Regions from separate parts of the Mus musculus genome. Here all the other regions are linked to region 4. A link is a contact called in public Hi-C and promoter capture Hi-C data. All regions are on one chromosome and are shown on one strand. The core of a region is the stretch at or near the end of the contact, and the rest is flanking DNA. Distances in the headings are between cores, read along the strand shown.

Region 1 (4,130 bases), core at 702-3,201, 5.2 Mb before region 4:
CCATCATCCTCAACAGTGTCTGATGCTAGGGCAGGTGCAACTGTATTACACTGAGCACACGTGGAATGAAGCACTGCTTCTGTTCATCTTCAGGAAGTCCTCCTTTTCTGCTCCTTCACTAGCCCATCCTAATTCTTGTAATTCTCAGTCTCAAAGATGCCTTCTTTCTGCACTCTGACTTCTTAAACACACGGTCTGATTGGAAGAGAGGAAGTTTCAGAAGGCAAGAATTCTGGTAAATATTGCCTTAAACTTCAAACTCATAAAAATCAGTACTAACTGAAAGAATCTAGCTCTTTATAGAGTTACTTAATACAATGGGTTTGCCCATGCCTTGATAATGAAAGTAAGGTGTTTGCTTTTTCCTCAAAACCATTTGTCATGATTAGATTATAAGCTATATAAAAGATTAATTTAACATCCTATCAAATGACCTGGGCGTCGAGGTTCACACTGCAATCCGAGAACAGGGGGAGGCTAAGGAAGAAAGACCAGTTTTTAGGCAGAACGGTTTGGAGCCTGCTTGGTGACAATTCCTCTTCTCACCAATAGTCCTATGGATGTAAGACCACCTACAGTCCACCAGTTTCCATGGAGAACAGCTCTGGTACAGAAGTACAATATGAGTTTGTGGCCAGCGTCTCTACACAGGTAGTGAGTTCTGGGGTAACCAAGTTACACAGTGAGAACTTGTCTCAGAAACAAAACCAAAAAAACCCTGAAATCATGTCAAGTGGACCATGGGGATGTCTGAAAAGATGGAGCAGACACAGCACTGTTACTTTAACAGATTTAAAACTGACAGACAAGATTTCTGCCGAGTTTTCTGCCGAGGCCCATGATAAGTACTGATGTTCACACAGTGCCTTATATGAGGCAGACACTATCATAAACTCACTATGTAGACGTAGATTTGAACAAAGTTACATACTTTGTAACTCAATGTCTAACGTTATAATGGGAAACCATTGCATTCAGTACTTTGAGACCATTTCTCATATTTCGAAGGGCAAAAGAATGACAGAGTAGTCCAGACAAATGCCATTTCAATTTCCTATTTAATAAAAATATTATGACTCCCACAGCCTCTCTTCCAGACACAGATTTCTGAAATCAACCTAGTGTTTGCCTTTCCCAGACACATAGAAATGAAGATACAACACAGAATGTGAAAATGTGCTAATAACTGAAAAGCCAGAAAGAGTCTTTCTCTGATCTCTTCATTCCAGGAGCCTGTCCTGTTCTGGTCTGCAAAGGACATTTCATTTGAACAGCCGCTTTTAGGCTGAAAGGGTTGGTATCTGTTCAGGTGACAATTCCTCTTCTCATCACAGGGTCCACGACAGTCTTGATCTGAGCGCCTGCATCCACAACTAGTTTCTGGTAGAGAACAGCTCTGGTGCAGATGTACGGTTCCCCAGGGACGGGGTTAAAGGAGATTGTCAACAAGTCCAACGAGTCCACCCCTTCTACGCAGGGCCGAGCAGTCGCTGTGCAGCCCTCGGTGCAGCCCGCCGGGCAGCGCACTCTCCTCCCGCGGCATTTCTGCCCGGCCTTCCCCAACCTCCCCTACTGCACTGCCAGTCCTTGGTCACCCACCGTCCAGTCCATCCCGTCCTGAGTCTCCAGACTCGGTCCCCGGCTCTCACCCACCTCCCGCCACCCTCACCTCTCGTTCGCCGCCGGCCCGGGTGTGTCGGCCGGAAGCCCCGCGGCAGGTTCCTCGCTGAGCATTGAGACCCTGCGGCTTCTCCTCCGAGGTCGGGGCTGCTTCTGAGCCGCCGGCTCTGGCTCCATGTCCGGAGAAGGGGGGTTGGTGGGGCGGTGGCCCAGTGCCCAGGAGACCGATCGTGGCGGGCACAATGCCCGCCAGCTTCTGCGAGGCAGCAAGTCGCCTTCTAGCAGAGAGCGGCTACCGCCGTCATCCGGGGATTTGAAAATGGCGGCTGCCCAGAGATCGGCCAATCAGAGAGTGGGAAGCGGTTGCTAGGCTACGTGGAGTCCCGCCCTAATCAGAAGACTTCATACCAAACTTTTAGGAGCTCCAGTGACAAAGGGAAAGTGGTAAGGTGAAAGTTAGGAATTTGGGGATTTATTTTAACTACACACCTTACTCCTGAAAGGCAGTCTCTATTCACTAGAACTTTCACTTGCAGGGCAGGAAAATGGATCGGAAGCTGTTTATCATTTGTTGTTGTTTAGCGTTAGACAGGATGAAGGTATTGACCCCAAAGCAAGAGGCAGTTGGACGTATAAACACTAAGTTATACATGTGGAATATATTCCCAATTGCCAAAGACAATACTTTGTTCTCCAGGATGTCTCTAGAGAACCAGTGAAATCTAGTTATGTACTCCTGTCTTTCAGTAAGTAGGACACAGTCGCTTTACCGAATGGAAAGGGCTGCTTTCTCTGCTTGCAAGACTGCAAAACGTGCAGCATGAAACAAGGGACCCTGCTCAGGTTATTATGTGAAGATTGGTAAATAAAAACGTTCTCTGATTTTAAATATCGCTAATGGTCTTAAATGTAGTCTCTCTTGTATACAGGGAGATATTAATGATGTTGTGTATAATAGAAAAATTAAAGGCAATCTAAATGAATGACTGGGAGATGTCTAAATATAACTGATTAACTGTGAAGACTGCATTCAGCCGATAAAGAAATGGTCTTCTTCAGGGAATACCATTGGTTAGCCAATACTAACAGCTAGCCCTGAAAACATACAAATAACATCATACAGACTGAGCTGGCTGTATTTGTGTATTTAGGAACATATATGTATAACATATTGTTACATATTGACTATGTAACAATAATTAATAAAAAGAGTCCATGAATGTGAAAGATAGCAAGAAGGGGTATAGGAGAGAGTTGGGAAGGAGAAAAGAGAAGGGAGAAAATGGTGTGATTATATTATAATCTTGAAAATAAAAGAAAATTAAAAATAAGAGGTATATAGTAAAACAAAACATTGTGATTTTAACTGAAAGCATAAAATATGAAATATAGAACAATGATGGCTAGTTTTATGTCAATTTAGAAAAATTCTGTTTTAGGGTTTTACTGCTGTGAACAGACACCATGAAAGAGACAGCCCTTATAAGGACAATATTTAATTGGGGCTGGAATACAGATTCAGTCCATTATCATCAAGGCAGGAACATGGCAGCATCCAGGCAGGCATGGTACAGGAAGAGCTGAGAGTTCTATATCTTCATCTGAAGGCTGCTAGCAGAATACTGGCTTCCAGGCAGATAGAACAAGGGTATTCAAGCTCACACCCACAGTGACACACTTACTCCAACAAGGCCATGCCTCCAAACAGTGCCACTCCCTGGGCCAAGCATATTCAAACCATGACAAACCCTCTCTAATATTAGGCGGTAGGTAAGTCTATAGAACATTTTCTTAATTAGTAGTTGATGGGAAATAGGCCAGCCCATCATGGCTATACCATTCTTGGGCTGGTAGTCCTGGGTTCTGTAAGAAAGTAGGGAGAGGAAGACATGACGAACAAGCTAGTAAGCACTCTTCCACGGCCTCTGCGTCAGCTCTTGCCTCCAGGTTCCTGCACTGCTTGGGTTCCTGTCCTGACTTCCCTTGATGATGAACTGTGATATAGAAGTGTAAGCTGAATAAACCCTCCTCAAGTTTTTTTCCCCCTCTGTCACAGTGTTTTATCACAGTAATAGAAACCCTATGACAAATCATGAAGTGATTTGTGAGGGGAGTGTGAGTAAAATAAGCCCTCCCCCCTCCAAGTTGCTTTTGATAATGGTGTTTCATCATAGAATAGTAATCCTACCCACAAAAGAACTATAATTAATTATAAATCACTCTTTGTAATTATACAGAATAGAAAGTTGAGATTAATTAAATTTTTCTAGGTGGTAAGACTTTTGGCACTTAAAAATGCTTTTTATTTTTATTTTCTTGATTTAAGAATTCTTAAACAGAGTGAGATACTGGAGAAAATATTGCGTTTAGCAAATACAATGTAAATACAGAAATGTCATCCAAAACAATTGATCTCTATGCCGAGTTTGGTAGAATGAAGATATTTTAGTGGAACCACACACTTTTACACACAGAAGCAAGTTAGTTTGTCTCTATTCCTGAAGATACTG
Region 2 (3,741 bases), core at 190-2,689, 5.5 Mb after region 4:
GCTGGTGCTATAAAACAAAACAGAGATGCCGAATCAACTCGGAGTTCCTAAATGAATACAGCCACTATTTCCTTTAACAGTCAACATGTGTAGTGTCACTAAATATACACACCTATAAATTATATGTGTTTGTGAGTATATGTGCACATGTAAGGTCAGAGGACAGCTTTCAGAGTTAGTTCTCTCCTTACGTCATACTGGCCATGGGGCTAGGACCCAGGTCCTGAGACTTAGCAACAAGGTCCTTTACTACTGAGCCATATGGCTGGCCTGACATAAATAGTTTTGAATGTTAAACACAACAAACATTAGTAATAATCCCCAGCTATTAAAATATACTAAAGCTCATATAAAAGGCAATTTAAAATACTTCAACTGGAATGCTTTCTTATTGCAAGCTACCAAAGCAGCCAGGCTACTCTACTAAGCATTTCCTCCGTATATAATCCGGGACACTGCAGTTCAGTAATAAGTAGTGTACAAGTAATCTAATCCCGAGACTCCCTACATTCACTCACATCACTGAGATGACTACAATGGTCATCTGTACCACACTATCCTGATCCAGTTAGGTCCTTTTTCTTTAAACCTGGTAGGTTCCTAAAGCCATTAAATTTTTCCTTAATATTTAATCTTAACCTGTGTTCTAAGAAAAGATTTATTATTTATGAGATTATCAAGTGTTTCACCTTTGTTTTTCTAAATTGCTTAGATCACTTCTTTACCCTTTCTTATGTTCTTCAGACTTGCGAACGTTCGTTCAATTCTTAGGACTTCTTACCACTACATAAACTGTCCAAGCACAGGCCTATTAGACAACGAATGGACTGAAATGATTATCTCAGGTAGAACATGGAGACAATTATTTATTATGCTGCGCTTGAGATATAATAAAATATATCTCTGTTCAGACTGGGCATTATCACTTTTGCGATACACTGTAAATAATACAGCAATCTCAAATTTAACGCCCAAGATACCAGGAGCTCGAAGCTAGCCTGGGCTACACAGTGAGTTCTAGACCACCCTGGCTACGGTGACAGTTTCAATAAATAAATAAATAAATAAATAAATACGAAGCTAGCCTGGGCTATACAGTGAGTTCTAGACCACCCTGGCTACGGTGACAGTTTCAATAAATAAATAAATAAATAAATAAATAAATAAATAAATAAATAAATAACCAATAAACAAACAAACAAATAAAATAACGAACCAATCAACCAACCAAAAACCACGCTACAACCCGGAAGCCCTCACCAACCCTCTTTCCACGAACTCTCTCCTTACGGACCCCACGGAGGACTGACAAAGCGACTCCAGCTCTGCTGCAGTTGCCGTTGTAGCAGCTCCCAGCACCTCTGGAGCGGTCCGGGACGCACCGGCCATGGTAGTGAAAGCAGCAGCAACGAAGGAGCCATGATCTTCTCAAGACAGAGCGGGACGCGGGCTGAGCGCATGCGTTAAGTCCGCCCACTTCCCCGCCTCCTCGCTCAGAGCATGCGCAGGCCCCTCTTGCGCATGCGCAAGGGTCAAAGACCGCTGTGATCCAAAAACTCCAACTCCCAGCTACCCCTAGGTGACTCTCCTCCAATCAGAGCAAAGAAGAAAAAAAAAATTAAAGGAAGCATACTTACTGCGCATGTGCGTGGCTGTGTTCCGACTTTCCGGGTAAAGATGGCAGAGCGCGGTTACAGCTTCTCGCTGACTACATTCAGGTATTCGGGGGACCCGCAGGTTCCATGCGTCGCAGATCACAGGAGCGCCCCAGACATGGTCCCGTGTGTCGGACCTGGCTGGTGTTTGCGTAGGAGTGCACGGTGACGGAGCTGGACTCGTAGCTTTGCAGAGTCATGTTCCGTGCCAGGCCTGGGCCCTGGCTGAGGCCGGCCGTGTTGCGGGCCGAGGGACGGGAGGCCCCAAGCCAAGCACTAAGCACTGGCTCTCCTTCTAGACTAGGAGAAGGGTGCTTTGAGATAGTCTGTTTTCAGCTGCTCTCTTCAGGTCCAGGATTTCTTTACTGGCCCGGCTAGGCCTGAGCGAGAGCTTTGTAAACCCAGACTCCTTATGGGACGTGTGAGACGTCCTTTTTCTTTTGGGAGATCCTTATTTGCTGTTAAATCTTAGTTTTAGTCTCTGTTTAGCAGCGATGTGCTTTGAAGCTCACACTGCTTTCGGTTTCGCCTGTGCTCCTGTAGAAGCTTAAGAAGTATAAAATGAAGGCGCTGATTTCCTGTCAAGTTTTTGTGGCACATGCAAACTGATAACCTCTGTATTTTGCTTGATCCACTAACAAATTGCTTTAAAACGATTTTAGACCCTTATGTTTTGGGAGAAAGAATTAAAGAGTTATATATATTTTCTCAAAGTGCAGTTAAGGGGAACTATTGTTCCCTGTTTAAGAAAAAACCATCATGGATGAACTTAGACAAAGGACTGTGTTTTGACCATTTTCTTTCTTTTTTTTTTTTTTTCTTTCCATTTTTTTATTAGGTATTTAGCTCATTCACACTTCCAATGCTATACCAAAAGTCCCCCATACCCACCCACCCCCACTCCCCTACCCGCCCACTCCCCCTCCTTGGCCCTGGCGTTCCCCTGTTCTGGGGCATATAAAGTTTGTGTGTCCAATGGGCCTCTCTTTCCAGTGATGGCCGACTAGGCCATCTTTTGATACATATGCAGCTAGAGTCAAGAGCTCCGGGGTACTGGTTAGTTCATAATGTTGTTCCACCTATAGGGTTGCAGATCCCTTTAGCTCCTTGGCTACTTTCTCTAGCTCCTCCATTGGGAGCCCTGTGATCCATCCATTAGCTGACTGTGAGCATCCACTTCTGTGTTTGCTAGGCCCTGGCATAGTCTCACAAGAGACAGCTACATCTGGGTCCTTTCGATAAAATCTTGCTAGTGTATGCAATGGTGTCAGCGTTTGGATGCTGATTATGGGGTGGATCCCTGGATAAGGCAGTCTCTACATGGTCCATCCTTTCATCTCAGCTCCAAACTTTCTCTCTGTAACTCCTTCCAAGGGTGTTTTGTTCCCACTTCTAAGGAGGGGCATAGTGTCCACACTTCAGTCTTCATTTTTCTTGAGTTTCATGTGTTTAGCAAATTGTATCTTATATCTTGGGTATCCTAGGTTTTGGGCTAATATCCACTTATCAGTGAGTACATATTGTGTGAGTTCCTTTGTGAATGTGTTACCTCACTCAGGATGATGCCCTCCAGTTGACCATTTTCTTAAGGACTGACAGCTGAAGGCAGCCAGGATCTACTTGTTGAATATAACAGTAACTAGTAGTGGTTTTTCCATTACCACCTATGTATAATGAGTTATAGATGAACCTGGACAATTGAACTTTTTCAAGGTTGTCCACAAATAGGTAAATCAGGACTCAAACCTTGTTGGTTTTGAAAACAATTAATAGACTTTTTGTTACAATATATTATCTTTTGAGAATTGCCCTTTACAGTTTCACATAAGAAGTGAGTTAATGTTATTATTTTGAAATCTTTAAATGAATTCCATTAAATTCCTTAGCAAATGATTTCATTATATAATTGACAGAGACTAAATTTTGCATGGTAGTCGCTTATATTTGTAAACAAAACAAATACGGTCGGTCCTAAGTGGTTTCATTATAGCTGAGACAAATGGACATAGATCGTGAGGGACTGAGTTTTTAAGTTATTAGTTATTTAATTTCTTTTTGTGTCAGAATTATTGGTGACCCAGGCTGG
Region 3 (4,247 bases), core at 665-3,164, 8.7 Mb after region 4:
TGGAAAAGGAGAGCATTTTGCACTAACCTGCTGACAGTTAAAAGCAACAAGTTAAAAACTTTGAACTCTTAGGACTCATCCCTGCCTAGGCTGGTCGCTTGGTCCCTCCCACCCTCACAGGTGCATTCAGCACTCCCCTCTCCGCTAGAAACCCACCCTCCGACCCGGAGCGCTGGCCTGGGAAGCGGACCGAGTAAACCAGAGGCGCCTCGCCCCACCTTCCCCGCCTCCTAGGGTTGGGGGGACAGGACTCACCTGAGTACTGGGCTGTAGGGGCTGCGCGAGCGCCGCCAGCTGCTGCTGCTGTACGGGCTGGGGGATACGTCGCCGCCCCGCTCGTAGGAGCTGTGGCGGCTGTAGCTGGGCGAGCGGCGCCGGCTATAGGGGCTCGGGGAGCGCGGCAGCCGCCGGGAATAAGGACTGCTGCCACCTCCCGCCGGACTGGGGGACTTGCGGCTCCGAAGGCTCTGCGAGGCCCTGTGGGACACCGGGCTTTCGTCCCGGCCTCCCAGCGGGCTCAGGGACCGCTGCCGCCGCCTGTAGGCCTTCGGCTCGCTCTTGTCCTCCCGGTAGGCCTTGGGCGGCTCCTTGTAGGCCGAGGGCGGTTCCTTGGACGACTTAGTCCGGCTGCGGTGGGCCTTGAGGTCCCGGTCCTTGCGGCTGCTACTGCTGCTGGACGTAGCCGACGCGCTCTTGCGGCGGCCGCCGCTGCTGCTGCTGCTGCCGCTCTTGGCGGCCTCCGCCCGCTCCTCGCCGCTGTGTCCGTGGCGGCTGCGGGCCTTTGAGGCCTCGCTGCCGCTGCGCGTCCCGTCCCGCCGCCGGTGCTCGCGGTGGCGCTCCTTGCTGCGGCCGCTGCTGCTGCGGCGGTCCCGGCGCGGCCTGCGCTCCGACCCCTCCGCGCGCCTCTGCGTGCCGGAGGAGGAGGCCGGACTCCCGCCGTTGCCCCCCGTTCCCCCGGCAGCCGTCGCCGCCGTTGCCGCGCTGGCGCCCCCCAGCAGCAGCCCCTGCTCGGACTGGGAGCTCACATCCTCGTACTCCACCAGCGGGGTCACACCCCCGCCGCTACTGGCACCGCCACCGCCGTCCTGCTGCGGCTGGGGCAGCGAGAAGACCCGGCGCTTCTCCGCCTCCTGCCCGGCGCGGGGCCCGCGGCGCCGCTTCTGCCGCCCTCCGGGGCGCCTCTTGCCTCTCGCCAGCCGCTTGACCTCCAGAGGAGGGCCCGGGCTGAAGCAAGAGGAGGAGGCCGCGGCGGCGGCGGCTGCGGCGGCGGCCGCGCCGGGGGCAGCCAGGAAGAGCAGAGGCGGCGGGGGCGGCGGCGGTTGCAGGAGCTGCGGCTGCAGGAGCGGCAACAGCAGCGGCGGCTGCTGAGGGGACAGGAATCGCCTCCGCTTGCGGCGCTCCTCCAACTTCTTCTCGGCCCAGCTCAGGCCCCCGCCTCCCCCCAGCGCCGTGTCCGAGCTACTCGGCATCGCCTAGAGCCCGCCGCAGAGTGCGGCGCGGGTGCGGCCTCCTCCGGGGTCAGACCCTGGCCATGTCCCCCGCCGGGAAGGGGGACGGCAGCCGCGGCGGAGGGGTAGCGAGCAGCAGGGCCGGCCGGGAGTCGCGCCACGATAATCCGGGTCGGGACGCGCGTCCCCGGTTCCAGTCGCGGTGTGTGCGCAGCGGCGTCAGGGCCTGGCGCGGGAGGATCCTATCCTCGGCGGAAAGCCGGCCGTGCCGGGCGGCGGCGGTGGCGGCGGCGGCGGCGGCCTCGGGCTCCGGCGGCGCAACGCGGAAGTGCCACCGCGGGCCGCGCTTCACTCCATCGTCCTGACGTCGGGGGCGAGCTCGCGGGAGGGCAGTGGGCGCGACCACAGCACGCCTCCGTCGCCGGCCGGCCGCGGCGCGTCCACGTCGTCCTGTGGCGGCGGCGGCGACACCCCGCGGCGCTCGGACGGGCCTGGGCCTGGCGCCCCGAGGGCACTGCGCGCAGCTTCCGGAGCGGGGGCGCGGCTCGCTGTCCTCCGCCCCTCCACGCGGGCTCCGCGCGCGCCGCTCGCCCCTCCCTGCCCTCCGCGTTCTCCCTGCGGGACGGCGACGCGACTGGCTGGCCGAGCCCTCGCCGCGCACCACCCACTCGCCGCGTTCCTCAAGACTTTTGCCCCTAAACCCAACGCTAGGTCGGCGGCGCGCACGCTCGTCACGTTCGGGGACGCCGATGGAGAGAGCGAGCGCGGGCGAGGGGAGGTGCTGCGTGCTCGCGCCCGCCGGGACCCTGGCCGTCACCGGAAGTGACGCGAGGAGCCACTCCACTTCCGGCAGGGGTGGGACGGAGGAGCAGGGTTAAAGAAAGGAGAGGAGGCGTGGGCTGCGCTGTGCTGTCGCTGGAGGCCTTCCCTCCGGCGCCACTCATGGCGCTTGTTGCTCGCCTCCAGTGAAAAGGTCACGGCAGGACCCGGGAGAACCTTGACGACTACCTTTTCCCCAGCCACGGGATCGGAACATCTGTGAGAGCAGACTCCCCACAGAGGGCGAATGTGACGTTAGCTTGACTAGACTCACGTACGCCCAAGTTCAAGGACCCATCGTAACCTAAAAATATACTTGGTGTTCATAGCTTCGAGCTTCCGCGACACTGACGTTTCGGAACCTTTAAAAAGCCTTACACAGGGCTGGAGAGGTGGCTCAGAGGTTAAGAACACTCACTGCTCTTCCAGAGGTCCTGAGTTCAATTCCCAGCAACAGTATGGTGGCTCACAACCAGCTGTAATGGGGATCCCTCTTCTGATGTGTCACATACATGAAATAAGTAAATCTCTTTATAAAGCAAAAGCATTAAGTAAATCTGAAAGATGAGTCAAAATATCAAGGAGGACTACTAAAAATCCCAGGAACCTTAAAAACATTTTGTAGTAGTGGAAGCTGCCCTCTTTGTACTTTCACCTGTAATTATATCTAACTAAAGCTATGAGCTGTCAGCTACATAATGCCCTCATCTCTTGCCTTAAGATTGCCCTTCAGTTAGAGGCTAGGTATTCGGGGTAATTAGATTAAAATCTAAAAGGCTTATTGGTCATTAATACTGGAAAGAAGATAAACATTGCTCAGTGGGTACATGTAATTACCCCTTAACAAATTTATTCAGATCATCAGCTGGCTTTTAGTTCTTAAATACTTAGTAATCAAGTTGACCTCAGCATCATCTCACAAACTGATGGAAGCTCAGACTTTGAAGTTTACAAAAGATACTTGCTAGAAGATAGGTTTGAATAGCTACTTCTGACAAAGACAGGCCTGAGTGGAACACCCAGTGGAACCTTCTACACAGAAGGGGGCAAAGCAAAGATACTGGGAAACGAAATTTCAGAAGTATGTTACCTAAAGCAAATTTCTTCTTGACATCATTGTTAACTCGGAGTACTAAGGAGGAGAGCTTTTCAGAAAAATATCAACCTGTCCCATTATGCTGCTTTTCAAAGCCTGATGCAATGGCATATGTCTATTCCCAATACAATGGAGGTTAAAACAGGTCAAGGACGATGGTGAGTTCTGGCCTATCAGAACTCTACATAATAACACCCTCTCCCCCATCCCATCTTGCCAAGAAAAAAACAGAAATAAGGCTGGAATAGAAAAGAAGAGGCAAATAGATGTTTGTATAATAGTTCCTCTAGCATAAGCTACTCACTGCACTTAGGAATGTCATCTGTTCTTGTCCGTACAAAAAACACTTGGTCCATAGTGAATGTATAGTGGTTACTCCAGGCTGCGAGTAGAAAACTTAAGAAAATATCTTAATAAGATTCTGCCATCTTTCCTCAAGCTCACTTGCTTGGAAATGCTTTTAGTAGGATTCAAACTCCAAAGTAATGGAAATTATCTTTAAATTTGATGTTTCTATAAGAATATCTGCTACCTTCATCGAAAGAGATTTTTAAATTGCCACTTGGAACTGGGGTTTTGGGTTTTTTTTTTTTTCAGTTTGCTGTTAGTGTGCTTTTCATGTAATTATGTTTGTCTGTATTACCTTGTGGTTTTAAAAATATTTTTTCTTTGTTTATCTGACAGATCATTATCATACCACATAAGCTGTTCTTTATAGTTTGGGGCTAAGGGGAGGATGGGGTCTCAGTTGTTAGAGAGCTTGCCTGGTATTCAAAAGTCCTGGATTTGAGCACCAGCCACAAAAATAGAAGATGATAGTGGAGACCTGCATGGTAGGTAGGTAGGAAACTACTATACAATTTTAGTGTAGAGTTGAAGATTAT
Region 4 (4,033 bases), core at 1,386-3,885:
TTGTTTGTTTGTTTGTTGTTGTTGTTTGAGAATGTTGTCATTGGCAAGTTTCCTGTGCTCCAGCGGAAGATCCATGGGCATATGAACAACACAGTGTATCAGCTGGCAAAAGCACTTATCAGTTCCTTGGCTAGTACTTACCATTTAACTGGGGTGGGGTAGCATTGTGGTGCCAGTTGCAAATTACACTGAGATAGTCTGCTGGCAAAGGCCCATGCTACTAACTCTGATGATCTCAGCTGAATCCTTGGGACCCAACATGATGAAAGGAACAAATTAATTCCCACATGAGAATCAATCCCTTCTACCTAAAAGGGGTATGTGTGTGTGTGTGTGTGTGTGTGTGTGTGTGTGTGTGTGAAGAAGAGAGTTCCCCTTTCCCTCATTAACTCTATTATTTTTGGATACATATACACATACAAGAAAAGAAAATGAAGTGTTTAAAAGTTTAAAAAGGGGGATAGTAGTGACTGGATGGATATCTTGTTTCAGTTATTTTTTTGAAACAGTGTTTCACACTGACGCTCCCCAGGAGTGCTTGGAGTTCAGTGATCCATCTGGTTCACCTCCATGAGCTGCTCAAGCAAAAGGTGAGAGCCATTGCATCTGGCTCTGATTGCTAAGTCTTTACTAGAACTACAAAGTACAGAGAGGACCTAGAAGGGAGATAGGATCACAGGAAAGGGGCGGGGGGGGGGGGGCGTGGGGGGAGATAAGCAAGAGTAGATCAGAAGTAGAGGGTAGGCGTATGAGGGAAACAGAATCATAGTGATTAGGACCTAAGATGCTCTGGATCGTAGGTTCTCATCTCTCCCTCTCTATCTCCCTCTCCTCTCCTTTCCTCCCCTTCTCCCCTTCTCTCTCCATGCTACGAATGGAAGCCAGGGCCTTTCATATGTCAGGCAGGCACTATCACTGAACCACATCCCAGGGGATTTATAGGAAAAAACACCTATTAAATGCTGACTTGGTTCTCAGTAAAAACTTTGTATAGGCTGTGCTTTATTCTAGCATAGACTGAGTTGACTCACCCAATGTCTTAAGAATTCTTAGTACACTAATGTAATTGGAAAGTTAGGGTGTCTCAATCTACAGGGTAGGAAAGGAAATAGACCGTTTTCACTAGTTTGTGAAAGTCCTTCTTTTTATGCAATAGTACTTAATGTTATCCTGTAGGAAAGACAAGGAGCCATGAAGATCTTTGTTGACAAGATGGAGAAGATATATTTGAAGGACATACCTGTTGGTACTCTGGATTAGGTGTACCAGTTGCATTTACGGACACCAAATACCCCGAGGTGTTAACAGCAGGCAGAACTACCAGGGAAGGGAAAAGCATTAATAGTACTAATGTTGTATATTCTTTCCAGTACCAGAGGCAAGCTTTACTTACAATTTATTATCTTTAGAGACACGTCAATGAGTAGGGCACATAGTGCCAGGCAGTACTTCCAACTCGGGAGGTGGGAGGCAAAACAATCAATGCGAGGGAGCCAGCCTGTGTAAAAATAGTGAGAACTGGTCTTTGAAGAAGAAATACCGTGAGAATAGTTACTATGAGACTAAATACTGTGAGAATGCCTGTGAAATAGTTAACTAGGAAACAGTCTTAAGCCTAGTAACTGCAACAAGGTGTCACATAGAGGCTGGGTGAGGTGGCTCACTTGGTTAAGGCCTTTGCTCTGAAGTGTAAACACCAAGAGTTTGAGCATCAAGACCCAGAGGGAGGAAGAGAAGAAACTCCCACAAAAAAGACCCAATACAGGAGAGTCAAAGATGGTTCTTCCAAAATGCACTCTTCAGTATTTGAAAAATGTTCCTAGAAACCAATGAGCAGAACCATGGTATGGTATGGTATGGTATGGTATGGTATGGTAACCATGGATATTGTTCCAAGAGAGCTTTTTCATTCGGGAAAAATTCGTATGGCTTCGAATAATGAATTATAGACAGTAAGCAACCGGCGAATAAACGCAGATAAGTAGGCAGCAAGTTTTAAGTAAAGTAAATGTAATATACGTTTTTTCTTTTTTTTTTTTAAAAGAAAATCGATAAAAGAAGGGTTTTAGTATTTTCAATTCTCTGGGAAGCGACAAGAGCAGGTTTCTTTGCTTATCCAAATCATTCTTGTCCCATACTGAAGTCGGGGAAGCTGTAGAGAAATGCCGGACATGGGTCCAGGTCCTGGGGACAGCGGGTCCGGAGCGAGGGGTGCGCTTTCAGGACGCCACCAGCCTGGGACGCCCCACACCCCAGCACTTGCTCATAAGATGCTAAGCTGCCTACAACTGGCGCTCCGACTGCTACAGGGCGGGGCTTGCAGAATGGGCGGGGAGAGACGAGGTGTGCGGCGCGCGCAGCAGCTCAGGGCGGGGCGGGGCGGGGTGGGGCGGCGCGGGGCGGTGCGGGGTGTGGGGGGGGAAATTGGCGTCGTGCGCGCACGCGCCAATCACAGATGCCGCGAGATGGGTGCGCGCCGAGAGGCCGGGGGAAGTAGAAGGGAGGACTCGCGTCCCCTCTTAGCCAATCGCTACGCAGCGCCTCCATGACGCTAGGCTCTCCTGGGCGCCAAACGCCAGTCGGCGGGCCGGGTGGGTGAGGGCGCCGGGGTAGGGCGCGGGGCCGCGCGGGGGTGGGACTTCCGCAGGGCCCCGGAAGTGGGATCTGTGTGTTCTCATGCGAACGGGAAGGAGCGTTGGGGATCTGGAGTCTCGAGGTTGAGACATTTTCGGGCCCGAAAAAGGAAGGATCGGCTGCCGTCGCTGCCAAGTCCGCGCCCGCTCTTCTTTGCTGTCTCCGGCCCGGCCCGGCCGTGCCGCCTTTTCTTGCCGTCTCCCTCCTCGGCCGTCCCCGCGTGTTTTGCGCGGTCGCCGGGCACCGGGGCTGCGGCGACGAGCCCGCGGGCGGCCGGTCGGGCGGGGCGGGCGGCTGACAGGTGAGCGGGGCGGTCCTCGGTCACCGACGGGGCGGCCTCCCTCCGCGCCCCGTGCTCGGACCCGCGCCTCCACCAGCCTGTCACCGGGCCGCCATCTTCCCGGAGGGACGGGGCCAGTGGCGGGCAGGGCCGGGCCCGGGCGGGGAGGGGAACGGCACAGGGCCGGGCTGGGGCCGGCGCTGGGGAGGACAGAAAGAGGGGCAGTGCCGCGGAGGGAGCGGCAGGGCAGGCTGGACTGTGGCCCCGATAGCCCGGGGTAGGCTGGACCTGGGAGGACCTGCGGGCCGGGGTCAGACCTGACTGACACGGCCCTGGCCGGGGAGGACTGGAGCGAAGTGAGACGTGTGCAGAGTCTTCCCGGAGGCCGCGTCTCCCAGGCTCTTGGGGGTTTGCCTATGCAGCCCGAGGAGAATGGGCTGGGGTCGCAGGCCACCATCGCCCCGAGGGCAGGCGGGCGGGCCCCGGGGACCCGCAGTGCGGCGCCCGGGGCCTCGCCCCCCTCGGTCCCGCCGGAGACCGGCCAGACAGCCGCGCTCGCTGCTGCGGGGAGAGGTGGCTCATTAGGGAATCGCATTCCTTTAGAACCAGGAAGTTAGGATCCTGTTGCTCGAGTGTGTGTTTGGAATGCTGCTCCCTTTTCCCCCATACACTTGATAGACTTGAGCGGGTCCGACTTTGAGATAGTTAAGAAATAAAAATTAAATGTGAAGACTCATGGTAACCGGCCAGGAACCTCTTAACCACCTGCTTCTCAGTGGTGTATAGTAGAACATGAAGTTTGTTGAGTTGAGGTCATTGCATCTTGTGACTTTCAGTGAATGTAATCTTGTTAACCCCCTCGTTTTTTGGTGTAAGGTGGCTTTGAATTTGGACTGACTCGAAATGTGAGAAAACGACCCGGAGAAAAATGATCTCAATCTGCCTTCCATTCGCGACCTTCTCACTGGCGTTGGAATACTTTGTTTTAATCATAAACTGAAACTTTGAAGTTTTCCATAACTGAACAAACGGGAGGGCTTCCCATGGCTGCAGTGGAATTAGTTTGTAGCACACAGTCAAACAAGGGAGTTTTAAATAGAGGCAATAGCAACTGCATTT
Region 5 (3,899 bases), core at 164-2,663, 5.6 Mb before region 4:
CTGCTTGACCTTTAACTATAGCAATCTGTTTTGGTTTTTCGCCTCTTCTTTGACTCATTCTGTCTTTACTTGTGTCTAATTTGTCCTCTCTGCAACCTGTCCCTTTATAACTGTCACAGTAAAACTGCTTCCTCCTCCTCTTCTGTACTGCCTCTTAAATAGCTTCCCTTCCCTCTCTCTTTTGAGAGCTGGGTATAACCTGGCAAACCTTTCTCTGATTCAGTCAAGCCACTCAATTAGACATCACTGTTAAACATGGGTGCTTCCTTCTAATAAACTAGTTTTACCTTTGGAATCAAAGGTGTGCACTTAGGGTGTGCCTGTATTCCAGCAAGATTAAAGGTGTGTGCTAAGGGCCGAGGCACAGCACAGCTAGTTCAAAGCCAGTGGAGCTTGATGTCCAAGGGGCCTGCAAATGTTGCTTTAATGGTCCTGAGGGTTACTGGAAGGTCTACTTTGCACCCTGACAATTCTGTTGTCCAAACAAAACAAAACAACTCTGAAATTAATTAGATTCAACAAAGTTTTAACAAGGATCAGGATCCAGAACCAGGCAGCACACCAAAGATGGTTCAGAAGCCCCACCTCTAGTGTGGTAATTGCATGTAGAGGCTGAAACACAGCAAACATACAAAATATAGTGCAATTCAGCATTTGCCTTTATAAGCACATTTTGGCAGCCTTCAGCCTGAGAGACTAGTTGAAGCCCAGTTGCTTGGGTACCAGGGTTATCAACTCTTAAATTTATAACCTGCTTTGCATCACAAGCTAGAATGCGGAGCATTATATAGGAAAGCCATTCTGGACCACATTTTACCTAAAGCATGGATACCAGTTTAGAACACATTTATTTGTTCGAACAGAACCATACAAGTTTAAAGCAGGGCACACAGAATCCTGAGGTCTTCCCAGCCCCGCGCGGGCAGGGGCAGGGGCAGGGCCAGGAGCCAAGCTGCAGAGGCAACGAGGCTGCCAACCTTCGGAGAGGCTGGCGTCCTCACGACTTGGCCCCGCTCGGCCAGGGCGATGCACGTACACCTCTCAAAGTCCCAAGGGCGGAGCTTGGGCTCCGTGGCCCGAAGCCTAAACAACCGTGCTCCATCTCACACCTTGGCGCGAGAGTCAGGCACGTGGTAGCCCAGCTGCAGTTTCCGCCTTGTTCCTCCTATTCAACTAGACCCTCAGCTTCGCATGTCGCCGCCCATACCACAGGAGCACAAGACGGGTGAAATTTAAAAAAAAAAAAAAAAAAAAAGCGCAAAACCGGAAGCCAAGATGGCAGCAGTCCGCCCTTCTCTCGCGAGAGGGGAACGAGGGGGGGAGAGGTGGGGTTAAGGAAATTCACCAATGAGAGAGCAGGATCCCCTTGACTGACGGCGCCGTCGGCCTCTCGCACGCCCCGCCCCGGCGCCGGAGCTCGCTCTCCTCACCCCGCGCTCTCCCCGCCTCCCCTCCCTCCCCTCCCTGCTCTTCTCTTCCCGTTGAGGTGGCGGCCGGCCTCTCCTCCTCCTCAGCTCCGTTTTTCCTCTCCTCGCTTTTTCCCTTTCCCCCCGACCCCCGGGGCCCAGAGCGGCCGGACTTCTCGCTCCCTTCTCTACGGCGGCCTCCGAGCCCCCGCGTGCGCTCCTTTCCCCGCCATGAATGAGGAATACGACGTGATCGTGCTGGGCACCGGCCTGACGGTGAGCTGCGGCGGGCTGCGGGGAGACGCGGCCGGCCGGCCTCCGCCGGGCCCGGGGGCGAGGGCGGGTCCCATCGGTGTGCACGAGCCTCGCCCGCGCCCGAACTGCCGGTGTCTGCGCCCCCTTGGGGGCCGTCCCCACTCGCCCGCGTTGAGTCTGGGATAGGGAGGTCGTGGCTTGTTGGGATGCAGTGATTTGAAGGCGTCGGTAGTGTGTTAGGGAAAACCAGGATGTGGAAGCCGGGACGTGTCCGTGGGAAGCCTGCCCATTGGGAAGTTGAGGGCAGAACCGCCCAGCAGCCGGAGAGAGACAGCCTCGTCCTCCTGCAGGAAGGAAGAGGACCGGGAAAACAGCTTGTGCTCCTTGCACTTCCCCTTTGGGTGAATGACCTCTCCCGCTTGGAAGCAGGCAAGCCCTGGACCGAGCGGGAGGGAGTCGCTGCTGGCGCCTGCACTTCCTATGTAAGTGGCGAGTAGCAGCAGCAGCAGCAGCAGCAGCAGCTTACTCAGCTAGTCTCAGGGCGCAGAAAGCCAAACAGAAGGATGATCGCTGATCGATAATTTGTCCTAGAGTTTGGCCAACTTAAGTTTCTAGAGAAAATCATGAAACGAGTTTCTTTAGGAAAAAAACAAACACCCTTTTTCTAATTGCTTCACTGCCCTCTCATCCACTCGCTTGAAATGGGAAATGAATTTTCTCAAAACTTGTCTGTTAAATACTTTTCACGTCCGGCCCGTGCTTCCCTTTTGTTTGGTTTATTGCGTGCCGCCACAGTTTCTTGAGAAGGGGGAGGCTAAGTTCTCTGTACTTGTTACACTTCTGGGAGGTTAGAAAATAAATGCGCAGTGTGAATGTACTGGTATGTAAATGTAAGGCGGTCCCTAATGCTCCAGTACGTTTTCGTCAGTATCTATCTGCTTAAATATGGGAAAAATATAGACAGGTTTTTATACTTTGTGCTTTCCCCCCGGCCCCCCACTGTGACAAAAGGGCTGATCTTTTGCAAAAAGGAGTTGGGAAGAGAACCGACCATTTTGAATATCAATTGCGGTGTGTGTGTGTGGGGGGGGTATTGAATGTGAAATTATGGGTAAATTACTTCATCTGGAACATTGATGTATGGATCCCATATGTCTATCCATCAAATGTCCAAGTCATTTAATAAGAGCCCCACGGCTTTCGACTTTGTTGAAATGCATTGGCATTTCTTTCTTTCTTTTTTTTTTTTTTCCTCGAGACAGGGTTTCTCTAAGTAGCCCTGGCTGTCCTGGAACTCACTTTGTAGACCAGGCTGGCCTCGAACTCAGAAATTCGCCTGTCTCTGCCTCCACCACCGCCCAGCTTGCATTGGCATTTCTTAGAATCAAATTAATATCTTTAAGATAAAATACTCGGAAATAACTGTTTTAGAGAAAACCTTCAAGATTTTTTATTCTACTTTTTTTCTTTTAATACTTTTAGGAAAAGCTTATTTTTCTCTTTGAAGTGATGAATGATTGCTAGAAGAGATTATTGAATTCTGACAAGTTCTCACCTTGTAGCTCTGGTTGTCCAGGAATGCAGAGCTCTGCCTATCCCTGCCTTCTGGGTGTTGGGATGAAAGGCAAGGCCAAGATGTTCTGCTCAAGGCTCAGTAACATGTGACTGCCCAGAGAGTAGACTGGAGATAGACATCATTGCTCACCTACAAGGCCATCTACTTAACTTTGAATGAATGACTGAATTTCTTTTATTTTTTTGAGGCAAGATCTTTCTCTGTAGCCTAGCTATACTGGAACTCCCTATATAGATCAGGCTGACCCTGAATTTAAAAGATATTTCTACCTTCTAGCCTTCCCAGTAGTTGGTCAGTGCTTGGATTAAAAGGCACATACTGTCACACCCAGCCATTGGAACACCCACCCCCCACCCTCAACCCCGTCAGTTGGGGAGACTTGAATGGCTAAATTAATCACTACCCAGGGCTCTCTGCAGGTTGACCTTTTTTAGTGCCTAATTGGGGGTTCCGGGCATAGTAAGTAGTTTGTGATGGTGGCCTGTTAGTGGGCCCTGTGGCTGCCAGCATATTGTGAGAGCCAATTATTTCTCTTTTATATTGTCATTGCTAATACTTCACATTTGCCCATTAATAGGGTGGGTTGAGTGTAGCTAAGTGAGCCCAGAGGCTTCCTGCAGGCTTCCACAGGCCTAGTTTAGAAGCATCATTTTGTATCAAAG

The links. Promoter capture Hi-C pulls out the DNA fragments that hold promoters and counts their contacts. A called contact is a pair of places that touch in the nucleus more often than the background predicts.
Region 1: a promoter capture Hi-C map of cranial neural crest shows a contact between it and region 4. The contact joins the promoter of Net1 here to the promoter of Larp4b in region 4. A contact is called at or near these places in 2 of 39 promoter capture datasets (cranial neural crest and pre-B cells) and 1 of 484 Hi-C or Micro-C datasets (CD4 T cells).
Region 2: a promoter capture Hi-C map of pre-B cells shows a contact between it and region 4. The contact joins the promoter of Mrpl32 here to the promoter of Larp4b in region 4. A contact is called at or near these places in 1 of 39 promoter capture datasets (pre-B cells) and 1 of 484 Hi-C or Micro-C datasets (CD4 T cells).
Region 3: a promoter capture Hi-C map of cranial neural crest shows a contact between it and region 4. The contact joins the promoter of Cdk13 here to the promoter of Larp4b in region 4. A contact is called at or near these places in 2 of 39 promoter capture datasets (cranial neural crest and pre-B cells).
Region 5: a contact with region 4 is called in a Hi-C map of CD8 T cells, with 4 times the contacts expected there. The contact joins the promoter of Gdi2 here to the promoter of Larp4b in region 4.

The regions. Positions count from the first base shown.
Region 1 is chr13:3,916,269-3,920,398 of GRCm38.p6, forward strand. It overlaps Net1 (neuroepithelial cell transforming gene 1), which reads right to left and starts at 1,952. Exons shown (of 12, transcript NM_019671.3): 1 at 1,670-1,952. The coding sequence starts at 1,797.
Region 2 is chr13:14,611,598-14,615,338 of GRCm38.p6, forward strand. Mrpl32 (mitochondrial ribosomal protein L32) reads right to left here and starts at 1,440. Exons shown (of 3, transcript NM_029271.2): 1 at 1,295-1,440; 2 at 1-7. The coding sequence starts at 1,421. Psma2 (proteasome subunit alpha 2) reads left to right here and starts at 1,645. Exons shown (of 8, transcript NM_008944.2): 1 at 1,645-1,718. The coding sequence starts at 1,678.
Region 3 is chr13:17,803,183-17,807,429 of GRCm38.p6, forward strand. Cdk13 (cyclin-dependent kinase 13) reads right to left here and starts at 1,915. Exons shown (of 14, transcript NM_027118.1): 1 at 256-1,915. The coding sequence starts at 1,469.
Region 4 is chr13:9,091,246-9,095,278 of GRCm38.p6, forward strand. Larp4b (La ribonucleoprotein domain family, member 4B) reads left to right here and starts at 2,636. Exons shown (of 18, transcript NM_172585.3): 1 at 2,636-2,935.
Region 5 is chr13:3,536,662-3,540,560 of GRCm38.p6, forward strand. Gdi2 (guanosine diphosphate (GDP) dissociation inhibitor 2) reads left to right here and starts at 1,414. Exons shown (of 11, transcript NM_008112.4): 1 at 1,414-1,682. The coding sequence starts at 1,638.